Linked DNA regions of Mus musculus: all the other regions are linked to region 4. Evidence: chromatin contacts called from public promoter capture Hi-C data. All regions are on one chromosome and are shown on one strand. The core of a region is the stretch at or near the end of the contact, and the rest is flanking DNA. Distances in the headings are between cores, read along the strand shown.

Evidence for each region. Promoter capture Hi-C pulls out the DNA fragments that hold promoters and counts their contacts.
Region 1: a promoter capture Hi-C map of pre-B cells shows a contact between it and region 4, with 8 times the contacts expected there. The contact joins the promoter of Ccdc107 here to the promoter of Tdrd7 in region 4. A contact is called at or near these places in 2 of 39 promoter capture datasets (pre-B cells and second pharyngeal arch cranial neural crest).
Region 2: a promoter capture Hi-C map of pre-B cells shows a contact between it and region 4, with 4 times the contacts expected there. The contact joins the promoter of Stoml2 here to the promoter of Tdrd7 in region 4. A contact is called at or near these places in 2 of 39 promoter capture datasets (liver and pre-B cells).
Region 3: a contact with region 4 is called in a promoter capture Hi-C map of erythroid cells, with 6 times the contacts expected there. The contact joins the promoter of Fancg here to the promoter of Tdrd7 in region 4. A contact is called at or near these places in 2 of 39 promoter capture datasets (erythroid cells and liver).
Region 5: a promoter capture Hi-C map of liver shows a contact between it and region 4, with 2.4 times the contacts expected there. The contact joins the promoter of Npr2 here to the promoter of Tdrd7 in region 4. A contact is called at or near these places in 2 of 39 promoter capture datasets (liver and pre-B cells).

The regions. Positions count from the first base shown.
Region 1 is chr4:43,491,950-43,494,649 of GRCm38.p6, reverse strand. Ccdc107 (coiled-coil domain containing 107) reads right to left here and starts at 1,285. Exons shown (of 6, transcript NM_001037913.2): 1 at 1,114-1,285; 2 at 891-1,042. The coding sequence starts at 1,219. It also overlaps Rmrp.
Region 2 is chr4:43,030,004-43,032,703 of GRCm38.p6, reverse strand. It overlaps Stoml2 (stomatin (Epb7.2)-like 2), which reads left to right and starts at 1,320. Exons shown (of 10, transcript NM_023231.2): 1 at 1,320-1,375; 2 at 1,596-1,733; 3 at 2,169-2,268; 4 at 2,406-2,464; 5 at 2,554-2,655. The coding sequence starts at 1,331. Fam214b (family with sequence similarity 214, member B) reads left to right here. Exons shown (of 9, transcript NM_001253353.1): 9 at 1-290.
Region 3 is chr4:43,009,004-43,011,703 of GRCm38.p6, reverse strand. It overlaps Fancg (Fanconi anemia, complementation group G), which reads left to right and starts at 1,403. Exons shown (of 14, transcript NM_053081.2): 1 at 1,403-1,702; 2 at 1,904-1,997; 3 at 2,425-2,556. The coding sequence starts at 1,607.
Region 4 is chr4:45,971,045-45,973,744 of GRCm38.p6, reverse strand. It overlaps Tdrd7 (tudor domain containing 7), which reads right to left and starts at 1,448. Exons shown (of 17, transcript NM_146142.2): 1 at 1,309-1,448.
Region 5 is chr4:43,630,613-43,633,312 of GRCm38.p6, reverse strand. It overlaps Npr2 (natriuretic peptide receptor 2), which reads right to left and starts at 1,378. Exons shown (of 22, transcript NM_173788.4): 1 at 462-1,378. The coding sequence starts at 1,128.

The sequences.
Region 1 (2,700 bases), core at 36-2,535, 2.5 Mb after region 4:
AATTCTCCCAGTGCTCTGATAGGTAGATAAAGCACAAGCCTCCTTCAGAACCTTTAATTGGAAAGTGGGTTATCATAACACCGTGAAACTGTCAGCCGCCATGCCTACCTCTCTTCCACGGGTCCCGCTCCTCTTCTCAACTGCTTATGTATTCTTCTCCATGCATAAGACAGAAATACTGGTCTCGAACTCACAAGAGCTGTTCCTGCCTCTGTCTCCCCTGAATGCTGGGATTAAAGGCGTCTAACACTACGCCTGGGTAGAATTTATTAATCTATCTTTAAACTCCAATCTTCATCCTAGCCTGTCAAGTCTGCCTGGCTCTTTAATCTCATCTAGTTTTATGTTACTAATTAGTTCAGCCTCTATTCCCCTGTGCAAGTAATTGACCAGAGTTGAAGATAAAGCACTGGGTGGTAGGTTCCACTTTCCATGTCAACAGTTTCAAAGTAATCAGAATGTACAGTCAGTTCACATTTCAGGGTTTCCTTCCTAAGGAGAGCACGAAACGGCTTGGTGTCTGGTCCACTAGACACTCTGTTGCTGCCGCGATTAACTCCTTGGGCCAAGGTTGGAGCCTCAGCAGCAACTTCTTTTTTTGCATACTGACACTAGTTGGGTTAAAACCCCACTTACATCAGACACTAAGTGGATGAGCTCCAGATTGAAAATCGATCGTCACTGGAGAGAGGAGTAAAAGTAACGGTTTCTACAATTTCTCAGCCCCCTACATCCATTATCTCTCTGGATCCTCGAATGCCCCAATAATGTGGAAAAACCAAGGAACGAGCCTTCATTTTACAGGTAGCCGGGAAGCGGTTGTTCTTGGTACTGTAGCGGCCCCAGGAGATTAAGGCCCAGGGCTCCCACAACCCACCGCCATACCGCACCTGCAAACACTTGAACAGCACAAAAGCCACGACGGCCGCGGTGTACAGAGCGCCCAAAGACAGCGATCCGGCCCGGGCTCGCTCGCGCTGATCCTTGGGTGGCGGCTGCCGCCGAGGTTCGGTGGTTCCCGGACTGACCTGGGAGCCCCGTTCTGTGGATTAAAGCCATCGGTCAGTTTCTACTAGGCAGTCCCAGCCTCCCTCCAGCAGCTCTCGCAGGTACCTGGGTGTGCCCCCAGATCGGCGCTGGGGCGCTCCCCAAGGACTCCAAAAGGCGCAGACACAAGCAGCAGCCCCAGAATACTCAACACGGGGCCAGCGCCCTCCATGCCTGGCCCACCAGAATCGCACGCCGGGTACCCCGCGTTCCAGCGCTGGGCCTCCGGCCGTAGTGCGCACGCGCAGGAGACCACGCCTACATCGGGGGGGCTGAGTCCCTTAAGGCGGCCACGCCCATCTCAGGATGGGTTTAAGCAATATTTGCATAAACCACGCCCACCTAGCGTTCCTACATTAATTAATGACCTATCTATTTATAGCTTTCTTAAACAATTATGTCTCCAGAATCTTTCAGGATAAAGTATCATGCCTAAAACAATGGCTCATTGTTTTTCTACCTAGAGAGACCAATTTTCTCACCATAACCAAAAAATTAAGCCTGTTGTAGAGTCATAAATTAGTCGCGCCTAGAAGCTAAGGCAGCTCGCTCTGAAGGCCTGTTTCCTAGGCTACATACGAGGGACATGTTCCTTATCCTTTCGCCTAGGGGAAAGTCCCCGGACCACGGGCAGAGAGTGCCGCGTGCACACGCGCGTAGACTTCCCCCGCAAGTCACTGTTAGCCCGCCAAGAAGCGACCCCTCCGGGGCGAGCTGAGCGGCGTGCAGCGGGGCGTCATCCGTCAGCTCACATAGTGACGCAGGCAGTGCGACCTGGCTCGCACCAACCACACGGGGCTCATTCTCAGCGCGGCTACACTTTTATTTATTTATTTTTGTTTGTTTGTATTTTGGTTTTTTGACAGGGTTTCTCTGTGTAGCCCTGGCTGTCCTGGCACTCACTTTGTAGACCAGGCTGGCCTCGAACTCAGAAATCCTCCTGCCTCTGCCTCCCGAGTGCTGGGATTAAAGGCGTGCGCCACCACGCCCGGCCACTTTTATTTCTATACAACCTTCAGAGCCAGATGTGAATGTACTAATTAGGAAATCAAGGTCACCCTTTCCTAAGAAAAGAAGAAAGAAAACGGAGACAAATCTGAATTCCTAATTTATTCTTTAATAGCTGTAATTCTTTTTTTAGACTGCTAGTCCAAAGAGAGCAAGACTGTGGGTTTTGCTTTTTTGTTTTTTTCCATTTTACTGTCCGAGCCTAGTCACTTGTTGCTAGGGGAACTTGAGGAAGTGAATGAAATTAATGAATGAATGTTCACAGCGACTCAAAAGGCAAATATACAACTAGGTCCTTCTGGGTCTCATGTAACCTGGGCTGGCTTCATTCTCATGTAGCTGGAGCTGGCCTAGAACTCCTAACCCTCCTGCTTCCATTTCTCAAATGCTGGGATTATGTAGTAGCAAGCACATAAGATTCACAGAGCTGCCAGATGTGGCACCACACTCCTTTAATCCCAGCAGTGGGGAGACAAAAGCAGACAGATCTCTATGAGTTCAAGGCCTGGTCTACATAGTGAGACCCTCTCTCAAAACCGAACAAAAGGAATGAAGACTGAAGTGTGGACACTATGCCCCTCCTTAGATTTGGGAACAAAACACCCATGGAAGGAGTTACAGAGACAAAGTTTGGAGCTGAGATGA
Region 2 (2,700 bases), core at 71-2,570, 2.9 Mb after region 4:
GTCAGGCCTAAGGACTGGGGAACCTCCTCTCACCTGACCAGACTCTGACCCACCTACCTCAGCTGGGATGAGGGGTGCCCCTCATTCAGTCACATGGTTCCCAGTTACTCCACTCCTCACTTAAGACTCTGACCCAGCCTCAACCCTTAACTCTTGGGGCTTGGCTGAGGGGAACAAGCATTTGCTGAAACTTGAAAAACAAAACAAACAAACAAAAAAATGGGAAAAATTGTACCTGGTACATTTTTTAAGGAAAAAAAAAAGAATAAATTCTTGTTTGGAAACTTGAACTAACCTCTACTTTTTTTTGTGTTCAAGAGGATGGAGATGTGGGGCCTAAAGGGAGCTGGAATTCTGGCAACAAGCTCAAACCCATGAGATCTTAGGCTGGGATGAGCTGAGTCTTGGACCATAGTCTTAGTCCTTTTTGTATAAGGTGCTGGGGGCTGGGTGGGTAAAGTGAAGCTACAGAGGCTAAACTCTGAGAATCTGGATTCTTACACTGATTCTGTAGTTTAGCCCCATCAGAACCTCAGTGTCTGTATATGTAAAATGAAGGAGGAGGAGGAGAATGAGAAGAAGGAGATGAGGGGGGATACAGGCCTCTTAAAGCTTGTATTTGAGAGAGTGTCAGAGACCTGAGCAAGGTTGATGTGTTTCAGACAAAAATGAAAGGCTGAGGCTCTTTGTTTCCCTCTGTATGTAAGGGGATCATGCCTGACCGTTTCTGGCTCAGAAAAAAATATGAAAAAGAGCTGTTGATGCCTTGGGAAAAGAGGGAAGGGAGAAATCTCCGCCCAGTCCTAAGGTAAAGTTAGGCCTCCTAGTTACCATGACAACGGGAATGGGGTCAGTCCCCAGTGGGAGAGCTGGGCACAACAGCATGACTACCCAAGAATGTCACTATGGCAACCACGGGCAACTACTGAGCGCCAATCCAATCCATTGTCGTTATGGTGACAGATTAGGACAGTTATACACGAGCTGGAGGGTAAACTGAGTCACGGCTGTGGGTACAGAATTTGGTGGGCGGTGTTCCTGTACCACTTGCGGACGGAATATTGCCTCAATTTCTACCACAATGCCCAGGAGCTTCGTAGTTTTTGAGAACCAGAACAAACTTGCACTCTCGGGCTCTCTCTTCAAAGCCTACGTTTCCCAGGGAACGATTTGACGGACGCCGACTAGTGGGGATGGGAGGGTGGACTAATACGCCGGAAGTACGTCGGGCGGAGTGGACCAGCTGAAGGAAGGGCTCGGGTTCAGGCTTCACAAGAGGCCGCTCTGCCCCACCTCTCGTTGGTTCCGGAGGTCGCCGAGGCTGTGGGAAATGCTGGCGCGCGCGGCGCGGGGCACTGGAGCCCTTTTGCTGAGGGTGAGAGCGAGGCAACCTTCACCAGAGGCTCGGGACCGACATCACCTGGGTCTTGAGCTGGGAAGGAGTGGGCTTCTAACTTTGGGGGAAGGACTGTGGTCACAGGTCATGGTCCCCACGTGAATCACTCTCCGGGGACCCTTGGGGGGGGTGTCGAGATCTAGGGAGAGGGATTTAGGGATCCGCGCCTGGTCCCCAGCCTACTCTCGTCTTCCTTCAGGGCTCGGTGCAGGCTTCTGGCCGCGTTCCGCGCCGCGCCTCCTCTGGACTGCCCCGAAACACCGTGATCCTGTTTGTGCCTCAGCAGGAGGCCTGGGTGGTGGAGCGAATGGGCCGATTCCACCGGATCCTGGAACCGGTGAGAACCTCTCTTGCCCGCCCTCAGCCAGCCAGATCGTCTGATCGTTTACTCGTGTGGAAGTGGGACTTCCGTCGGGGCCTGTCTGCACTTCTAACCTGCGAGGACCAGTTCTAGCAGAGCCCAGTCTCCTGAACACCACCTCCGTGTTTCCCCGCTTTCCTAATACCCTAGTGACCCATAGGCTTCATTCCTGGAGCTACCATACTCTAAAGGCAGCAGCTCTTGCTGGCTTCCATTCTTGACATTCATAAGCCTAGTCTTATCTTTTTGTACTCTTAGGTTTCCCTACCAGTGACACCCCAGCCTTTGAGGCCATGATAGGAGGGATTGCTTCTCTATGTTTATACGTGACTTACTACTTACTCCAGACTTAGCTTAGAGTTCAAGTTTACTAGCCTCACCCTTCTGAGAATCTATGGCTCCTCTTCTCAGGGCCTGAACGTCCTGATCCCCGTGTTAGACCGAATCCGGTATGTGCAGAGTCTCAAGGAAATTGTTATCAACGTGCCTGAGCAGTCAGCCGTAACTCTTGGTGAGAGCGATGGGGTGACAGGGATGTGCTAAGTGCGCTAGGATGTGGTTGCTATAGATCCAGGGCTTAGGAGAAAGAGCTGGTTGGGACTTAGAGGTCTGACCGACAGTTTTTTTCTCTTCTGTTTGCTCCTGCAGACAATGTAACACTACAAATAGATGGAGTCCTTTATCTGCGCATCATGGATCCTTACAAGGTATCTGCCCTGGGTTTATCTAGTTTTCTGAACTGCCTCTTCCTTAAAATCCTGCATCTTCAGTTCTGATCCTATACCTGCCCTTTCAGGCAAGTTACGGTGTGGAAGACCCAGAGTATGCTGTCACCCAGTTAGCTCAGACGACTATGAGATCAGAGCTTGGCAAACTCTCTCTGGACAAAGTTTTTCGGGTAAGCGGATCTGGGCTGGAGTAAGGGCTTAAGTGCATAAACTGT
Region 3 (2,700 bases), core at 154-2,653, 3.0 Mb after region 4:
GCCACGTATGGTCGAGGCAGTGTACACCTTTAACTCCAGCACTTGAGAGGCAGAGACAGGCTAATCTCTGTGAGTTTGAGGCCAGCCTGGTGTACAGAGGGTGTTCCAGGGCATCAGGGCTACACAGAGAAAGCCTCTCTGGAAAAGAAAAAGAACACAACAACCACCACCACTGCACCCCCCCCCCCCCGCACCTCCACCCAAAAAAGAAACAACAACAACAACAACAACAACAACAAAACTCTCATTGCCTGCTGGATAAGATGGTGCACACCTGTAATTCTAGCACTTGAGAGGCTCAGGCAGGAGGATCACCATCAGGTGGAGGTTGCAAAGCCAGTACCAGGCCAGCCAGGATTACACAGTGAAACTCTCAAAAATATCATCGGGCTGTACAGACGGCTCGTCTTAAGAGTACTTAGTGCTCGTGCAGGCCCTCAGGCCTGTGTTCAAGGTTGGTTCCCAGTGCCCATGTCAGGTGGCTAAGGACTAAAATTCAAATCCAGGGCATTGGGCATCTCTGCCCATCAGTCCTGCATGCACTCACATGTACCTACCCATAAACAGACGCATAAACGTAATTTTAAAAAACACAAAATAAAAACAAGCCTTCAAAAATGATAACAACAAGGCAAAAGCAAATCTTGTTAAACCTGTGAAAGTGATTTCTTGTTTTCTAAGCTTTTTATTTGGGGCTCTTTTTTTTTTCTTTTTCTAGACAGGGTTTCTCTGTATAGCCCTGACTGTCCAAGAACTCACTTTGTAGACCAGGCTCAGAAATCTGCCTGCCTTTGTCTCCCCAGTGCTGGGATTAAAGGCGTGTGCCACCACGCCCAGCTTTATTTGGGGCTCTTGTATGTCTTTTGTGAAGTGTTTTGAGTTGCTGCTACCATATACATAGTGTCAAGTACTTTTTTTCTCCTTCCTTTCTGCGTAGGAATGTCCGATTCTCCGCGTTTTTTGTTTTTTTGTTTTTCTCAAAGAGAAAGGATGAGATTACCAAGGGCTTCAGTCTCCTGTCCTTAGTTTTCGGGAGACATTTTCTTCCGGGGTTGGGGGGTTGGGTGGGGGTAGGGATGGGTGATGAGGAATCTTTTCTTGGGCGTTCTCCACAGTACTACAACTCCCAGCAAACACCGCGCGGTCCGTCTTCCAGCCACGGAGCGGGGAAACCTGGACTGCCGTTGGTTCTAAGGCAGAGCGCCGCCAGAGACTGGTGCCAAGACCCACTCCTCCTAAACTAGCCTCAACACTCTGACCCCCGCGGAGGCCCTGCAGACCCAGCAGTTCGTCCTTGGCATGTGGCTGGCCTCCTGTCTCCCCGCCTCCTTGTTCCGGGTTTCTTTTCAGTTTCCCGCGGAACCGTCTCTTGAAGACAACCAACCGCGGCCGAGAGTGTTGCAGCTTGGCCAACCACAGGCGCGGTGGGTGGTGGCGGGGACTGAGAGGTGGGTTTCTGGTCAGGGAGAGCAAGCCCGGCTGCGACCCGGGGGGAGTCCGGTGGGGTGCAGAAGTGGCTTCTTGCGGTTAGGGTGAAGACACCGGTGGGACCAGCCTCCACCCATGAAAAGACCCCTTCGGGTAACAGTGATCTACCTCGGCGACAATGTCCAGCCAGGTCATTCCAGCCCTCCCCAAAACATTTTCCAGTAGCCTGGACCTGTGGAGGGAAAAGAACGACCAGCTTGTTAGACAGGCTAAGGTAATGTGGTTGCTGGGACTCTCACCTTGTACCCTCAAGATGTCAGAAAGCGGCTTTGTAATGATCTCACCCTAGTCTAGGGGGAAGGAACAGAGCTTGACCTCCGTCCTTAGAAACAGAAGTGACAGGAATATGTGTCCCTCCCTGTCTCTGTTACAAGGGAGAAAGACTGATCCTTAATGCCTCCCTACATAATTTCAGCAACTCACCAGGGATTCTCGTCCCTCTCTGAGGCGACAGCAATCGGCCCAAGACACACTGGAAGGGCTTAGGGAACTCCTCCTCACTCTACAAGGTAAGAACGACCTTCCAGAAGGTTCAGTTCCCCCCTCAGACCACCCCGCAAATCACCAGCATTCAAAGATGAGCTTCTTTTACGAGGTTCTAGGATTGAGGTGATTTTCCTAGGGCTTATGGAGTCCTGCGTAAAGCCCAGAAGAGACTGGGTGGGATTGTCTTTCAGTAGCTTAATTCCTTCTTCTTTTCACACACACACACACACACACACACACACACACACACACACACACACACACACAGGAACATTTGAAGAGGTGATTTTCAGGAGATTTAGAGAACTTCCTGCTCTTTCCAAAGTTGTCTGAGCAAAAACTGAATTCCTTCTTGAAGCCTTGGTTGGAGTGGGGTTGGTCTCTGGGTTGGAAACCATTTGGGCTGTGTTTCATGGGACAGCCTGTGAGACCAGCATCCTGTCGCTCCAGGACTCCCTGCTGCTGTCCCCGCTCTCCCCTTGGAGCTGACTGTCCTCTGTAATTGTATAATCCTGAGGGCTAGCCTAGTCCAGGCTTTCACTGAAGATCTTACCCAGGATCTTCAAAGGGGCCTCGAAAGAGGTAAGGTCTCCTCTGCTCCTGGTAGTTTCAGTTTGGATTTAGGGATGAGGCTGGGGGGTGAGAGGAACATCTGTCCACGGAGACAGATGTTCTTTTCTAATCCTCTGTATGTTCCTCAGACTAGGCAGGTGTATTATTGTAGTC
Region 4 (2,700 bases), core at 199-2,698:
GCAACACAATAGCTCACCCAGCCAGTCTCATGTGGCGCATTTAAAAGGGTATTAGCAGGGATTACATTCCACTTTCAATCCACAGGGACTAAAATCTTAAGGCACTGCCAAGTGCTGCCTCACTGTCTTAGCAAAGAGAAAATCTACCAAAGAGAAGGGCTGAGGAGCTGCGGGCTCTATGGCCAGCACAGTCCTTTGCATGTAACTGAAGCTCGCCTACGTCAGCTGAGTCTACACTATATGCTAACTTATCCTAAAAATTTGCGTGTCCCTGTCATCAAAAACCTTGAAATCCCAACCTGTAAAATATGGGCAGTTTGGGTAAATAGAAAGCCTCTTTAGAAGATTATTATTATGAGCCAAAGACTTATCTTGTCTTGAGAACACTTCAAAGGGTCAGTTAGCTATTCCCATTCGGTTCTTGAGCAGACTTAGAGACCAGAGGTGCAATTGATTCCCGACCTTACATTTAAGCTTTAGAAGCTCAGATTCCAATACATTATCTGCAAAGGCCGCACTGTAGAATGCCACATTTTCATCCACATCATGGAGGTCGGGAAGAGACAGGGATTTAGTTCTAAATTACACTTCTGCCACTAAAGGCGTTTCTAGTTCCAAGAACACTTCTCTGCAAACGTCCACCTGCAGAGCATAGGTGGGCACCACCAACACGAATCGTGGTTTTCTCGGTTAGTTTGTGGTGTTGGTATCAGAATCCTTTGGGGTTGGGCTTTAACATCTATACACACCTCTCTTCCCTGCTCCCCAAGATGACTGGGTAGTGGTAGCCCTGGATATTGACAGAAATGTACCCTCAAGCGGACAGGAGCAGAAAGGCTGTCAGCTCCCACTTGACTTCCAAGACAACTTCTCCGTGAATGCTTGTTTCCTCCCCAGCGCTCACGGTTGACAGGAACGGCTACGTGTAGGTCCTGTGTGATGTGCGCGGCCTGCACCGGCCGGTCTCGAGGGCGGAGGCCGCCGCAGTGTGGCCCGCGGGGCTGGCACAACTGCGCAGAGCTCGGGTACCGCTGCCCAGCACGGGCGGCCGAGGCCGGTTGCTCCTGACCGGGAGCTACTTCCTGCTCAGAGCTGCGCGCCTCCCACGCCCCCCTCTGCAGCTCCTGCTGCACCGCGACCGGCTGGGTGGACGTCCCGGGGCGTCACGCACGACGCTCTGGAACCCCGCCACGGCGGGGACCAGGCCCGGGCCTGAGGCGCCGCGCCCAGCCGCTGTCCTGCCCGTGCCCTGCCGTCCCGCAGCCCGCCCCGCGTCGCCCGCACCTGTCGCGCCCCGACCGAGCTCACCTCGTCCCGGGGACCCGCGGCCCAAGCCCGCGCCTCTGGGCCCGGCTCCCTCCGCTCCCTCCGCCAGGGCGGCCGCCGCCCACTTTCGGTTTCCCCGCACGGCCTGAGCCGTGGCTTGGGAATCACCTAAAGCCCCGCCCTCTGGGCCACGCCCCGTCGCACCACGCCCCGCCCCTTCGCCGGCCGGCTTAGCTCTGCGCAGACGCAGGCGCTCCGGCCACGGCTGCCCACTTCGAGGTCCGCGTGTGAGAAGGGAAACCGACGCCGCCTAGCGGTTTCTGCGCGTGCGCACGCCGTCCTGACGCTCGGGGTGTGGATTTATTTCTCTTTCCACAAAGTTCGTTCTCTTCAGCATCTCAATACTTCTTTTCATCTTCTAGACAGTCTGTCTTTAGCTGTCTTCTAGGTCACTCTTTGGAGGAGGGGGACTATATTAAAATGCTTTGCCACATACCCTTCACGCGTGTGTAACAACGCTGCTTTCATCCACTGCTCTAAAACTAAAGCTGTTTGAGGGCAGAGATCCTAGAACACTGCCCAGTATATAATAAGCATAAAATAAATACTTATCAAATTCTTTAATTCATTCAAAACACGTTGAATAGCTGCTATTTATTCACTCCACGGTAATTCCACTAACATTTATTTAATGCTGGATTGCTTTAACCCGTTGTGAAAACTTGGCATCATTCTGTATATTTTTGCTGAAAGCCTGCTGCTGCTTACTCAATCAGCAATTTTTTTTAACAGTTTGAGGTACACTTGCCATACTATAAGCTGCACGATTCAAATGTACACTTTCATGTGTTTGGTATGCATACAACAGAGAAACAATCACAGATAGTAACATGAGGAACATAGCCACACCCTCAAAGTTCTCTCTCTTTCTATAATGTTTGCCTCATTCCCTACCGTTTAGTCCTGTAAGTGCCCACTTACTTACTATAGAGCTCTTGCTTTTTCTGGAGTTTTATATAAATATAATTATTTCATATGTATTGTCATTAAGGGGGAGGATCTGGCTTTCTTCACTCATCAGAATTCTATTGAGACTCTTCTGTGTCGTTGCATACACTAGTACTTTATAACCTTGGCTCCCTGAGTTTCCACTCCCTGGTATTGACCCAAGAGAAAGGAAAGGGCTTATTCATCACAGACCCGTACAAGGATGTTTAAATCAGCCTTGCTTGCAATACTTAAAGACACAGAGATAGCATAAACATCCTTCAGTGGGTGAGCAGACAATTAACTGTTACAGACTCAATACCTGCTGACAAATAGCAACAGTGTATAGGGCCTATAAACCTTGTGCTTAAGGAACTTTGCATTCATTGGGAAGCTGCAGTAGGCGATGAATAGACTGGAAGGAGATCGTGAAAAGCCGGATATCCT
Region 5 (2,700 bases), core at 129-2,628, 2.3 Mb after region 4:
GATGACCCAAGCCCCTCCTTCCCCCAAAGCTGTGTTTGCTAGACTTCACAGCCCCCACGTCCCCTCCTGCCTACCTCTCCCTAGGCTCACAAGCACTTGTGCTCACAATTTTTGTGTGAGCCTTACCTGCTTTCCCAATCAAACCTGAACCCATAGAGTCATCTCTATGCTACCAAGAGGCTTTGTGTTCCAATCTAAGGGGTCTCTGCTCACAGACAGGTGCACATTTCAGATCAGACATCACCCACATCCACTACTCAAACCCCAGCCCCAGGCTCAGCCTTGCTGACCTCTGACTGATGCCAGGTTCTCTCAGGAGCTCTGTCCTCAAAAGTTCCTCCATCCCAACCATCACATAGAACTCTCCCCTTCCTATCTCTGCCTATTTCTCTGTGTTGCACTGCTCCAGGGACATAGCGGCCCACCTCCCCTGTTTCTAAAACAGCCCGGGCCACACTTACTGCGCCCGTTGGCTCTGATGAAGTGGGTGGCTTGCTCAGGGCCACCTGGCTCTCGGGCATACACCTGGTGCTGCACACTGAGGTTGCTGCCCTGCAGGGCCTCAAAGACGCCCTCGATGGTGAAGTAGTGGGGCCGGTCATCTGTGCGAGCATCCAGATACAGCAAAGCAGCCCGAGCTGTCCAATTGAAGTGCCCGTGCAATGTCACTACAAACTCACCCAGCTTGGGCGCAGAGGGGCCAGTGCGAACCAGGGTACGATAATGCTCATTCTTAGCTGCAAAGCCAGAGGCCACTGCCCCCGCAGTCAGGAGGGGAAGGCGCCAGTGTGAGGCAAAGCGAGCCACAGAGGCAGCGGGGTACACACAACCGGGGCCCAACAGAAGGTCGGGGTCATGGTACAGCTTGAGGTCCACAGCGCGCAGTGGTGCCAGGTACTCAGAGCAGGCGCCGTCTAGTTCGGAGCTGACAAACCGCAGGTCCACGGGCAGTGCCCGGCCCAGTGCCTCCACAGCCAGTGCCACAGCAGGACCCACCCGTGGCCAGGCCCAGGCATAGCTCAGGTTGTGTTCTGGCAGCACCACCGCCAGCGTCAGGTTCCGTGCCCCCGGAGGACGCACCCCACCTGCCAGGGCTGCCACCACCAGCAGCAGGGATGGCAGTGCCATGGGGATAGAGCAGCTGACCCACGGTCCCCCGAACCAGGGGCCGCTCTGGCCTACTGGGCAGGCACAAGCGCCACCCAGCCTGGAGCCTGGGGAAGAGGGCCAGGAAGAGAAGTGGGGGCAAGCTTAGTCGGCCCGGATACAGAAAGTGCTGGGGACCACGCAAGAAGAGGATGGGGGGAAACCTGGGTCGGGAAGGAGTGGGCTACCAGCCCACAGCCAGGTCCAGGGACTAAGGATAGGGTGGCAGAAGGAAGAAGAGACCAAGGGGGCCTGCGACCGGGATGAGGACAGTGAGAGGTGAAGTAGCCTGACAATTCCAAGCCGAGAAGGGAGGAATCTGAGCCTGGGATGGGGTAGGGACTTGGGGGAGGCTGGCACAAAGAAACGGCCCGGGGACACCTCACAGCTGATCGGGCCGGGAGAGCAAAGAGCTGCGAGAAGCCAGAGCCCCGGGCTGAGGTGGGAGGGCGCCCGCCGCGGAAGGACTGGGACATGGGCAGGCAGGGAGCGAAGCGAGGCCTGGGCCAGAGGGGAGGGAAAGGCAGGGGTGACTCTCCCAGTGACGGCTTCTCCCGAAGCTCCTGCCTGGACTAACGGGCCCGGGCGCTGGTCCCATCCGGAGCTGCGGCGGCCCCGCCCGTGTCCCCCGCTCCTCTCCGCTCCGCTTCTCCCGGGCCCGGCGGCCTGCGCTGCCCGCCGCTGCCTCCCGCCCCCCGCCTGGGCCCCCGCGCGCGCCGCTCGCTCGTCCAGGTCAGGTCGCCTCGGCCCGGCGCGTCTCCGCTCGCTGCGCCCGCGGCGGCGGCCGAGTGTGACTTCCCCGGCAGGCCGCCCGACCCCGCCCCTCCCCCTCCCCTCCCCGCCCGGCCCCACCCTCCGGCTGCTGCTGCCACCCCCACCCCTGCCTGGCGCCCAGGGACCTCCCAGTCCCCAAACCACCCGGTGAGCGCCCCAGGGGCTCAGCACCCCGGGCCTCTAGGCCAGCGAGGTTCATGGGCGTCCCCATACTGTAAGGGCCTTCCTCTGCTTCCCCCAAGCCCCTTGTGCACAGGACTGCTCCCATCTCACTCATGCCTGCCTTCTTCCCTTGACACCCCACTTTTCTTAGAGTCCATTCACTCAATCAGATTTCCGCAGATGCTCCAGTCTCCAGGAAACTGTCAGAAATCCCCAATCACTGGGTATCCATTTATTCCTGGGTAGGGAAAACTCTACCCATCTCCTCAACGCCAGAGTGCTTTTCCTCAGGCAGGAGGAAGTCAGACCCTCATGGCACCAAAGGACTCCATTCTTCTCGGATCTTTATGGAGTCCACGAGTCCTCCTCTTCCTGGGGACTCAACTCTCCACTCTGTTTCTGTCTCCACGGTCGTTCTGCTCTTATGCCTATTGGATCCATCAGCCATCTGTTCCCAGGGCCTTGTCCTTTTGTCTTCCTGAGCCACACTTGGTGGGAGCTTATGGACTGACTAAGCCTAACAGGCCTCAGCAATTAAAGTTCATTGTACCCCCACCTAGGGATCCACCTCACTCCTAAAATTCCAGGCTAGAAAGTTCATCCAGGTACCCCTTATCT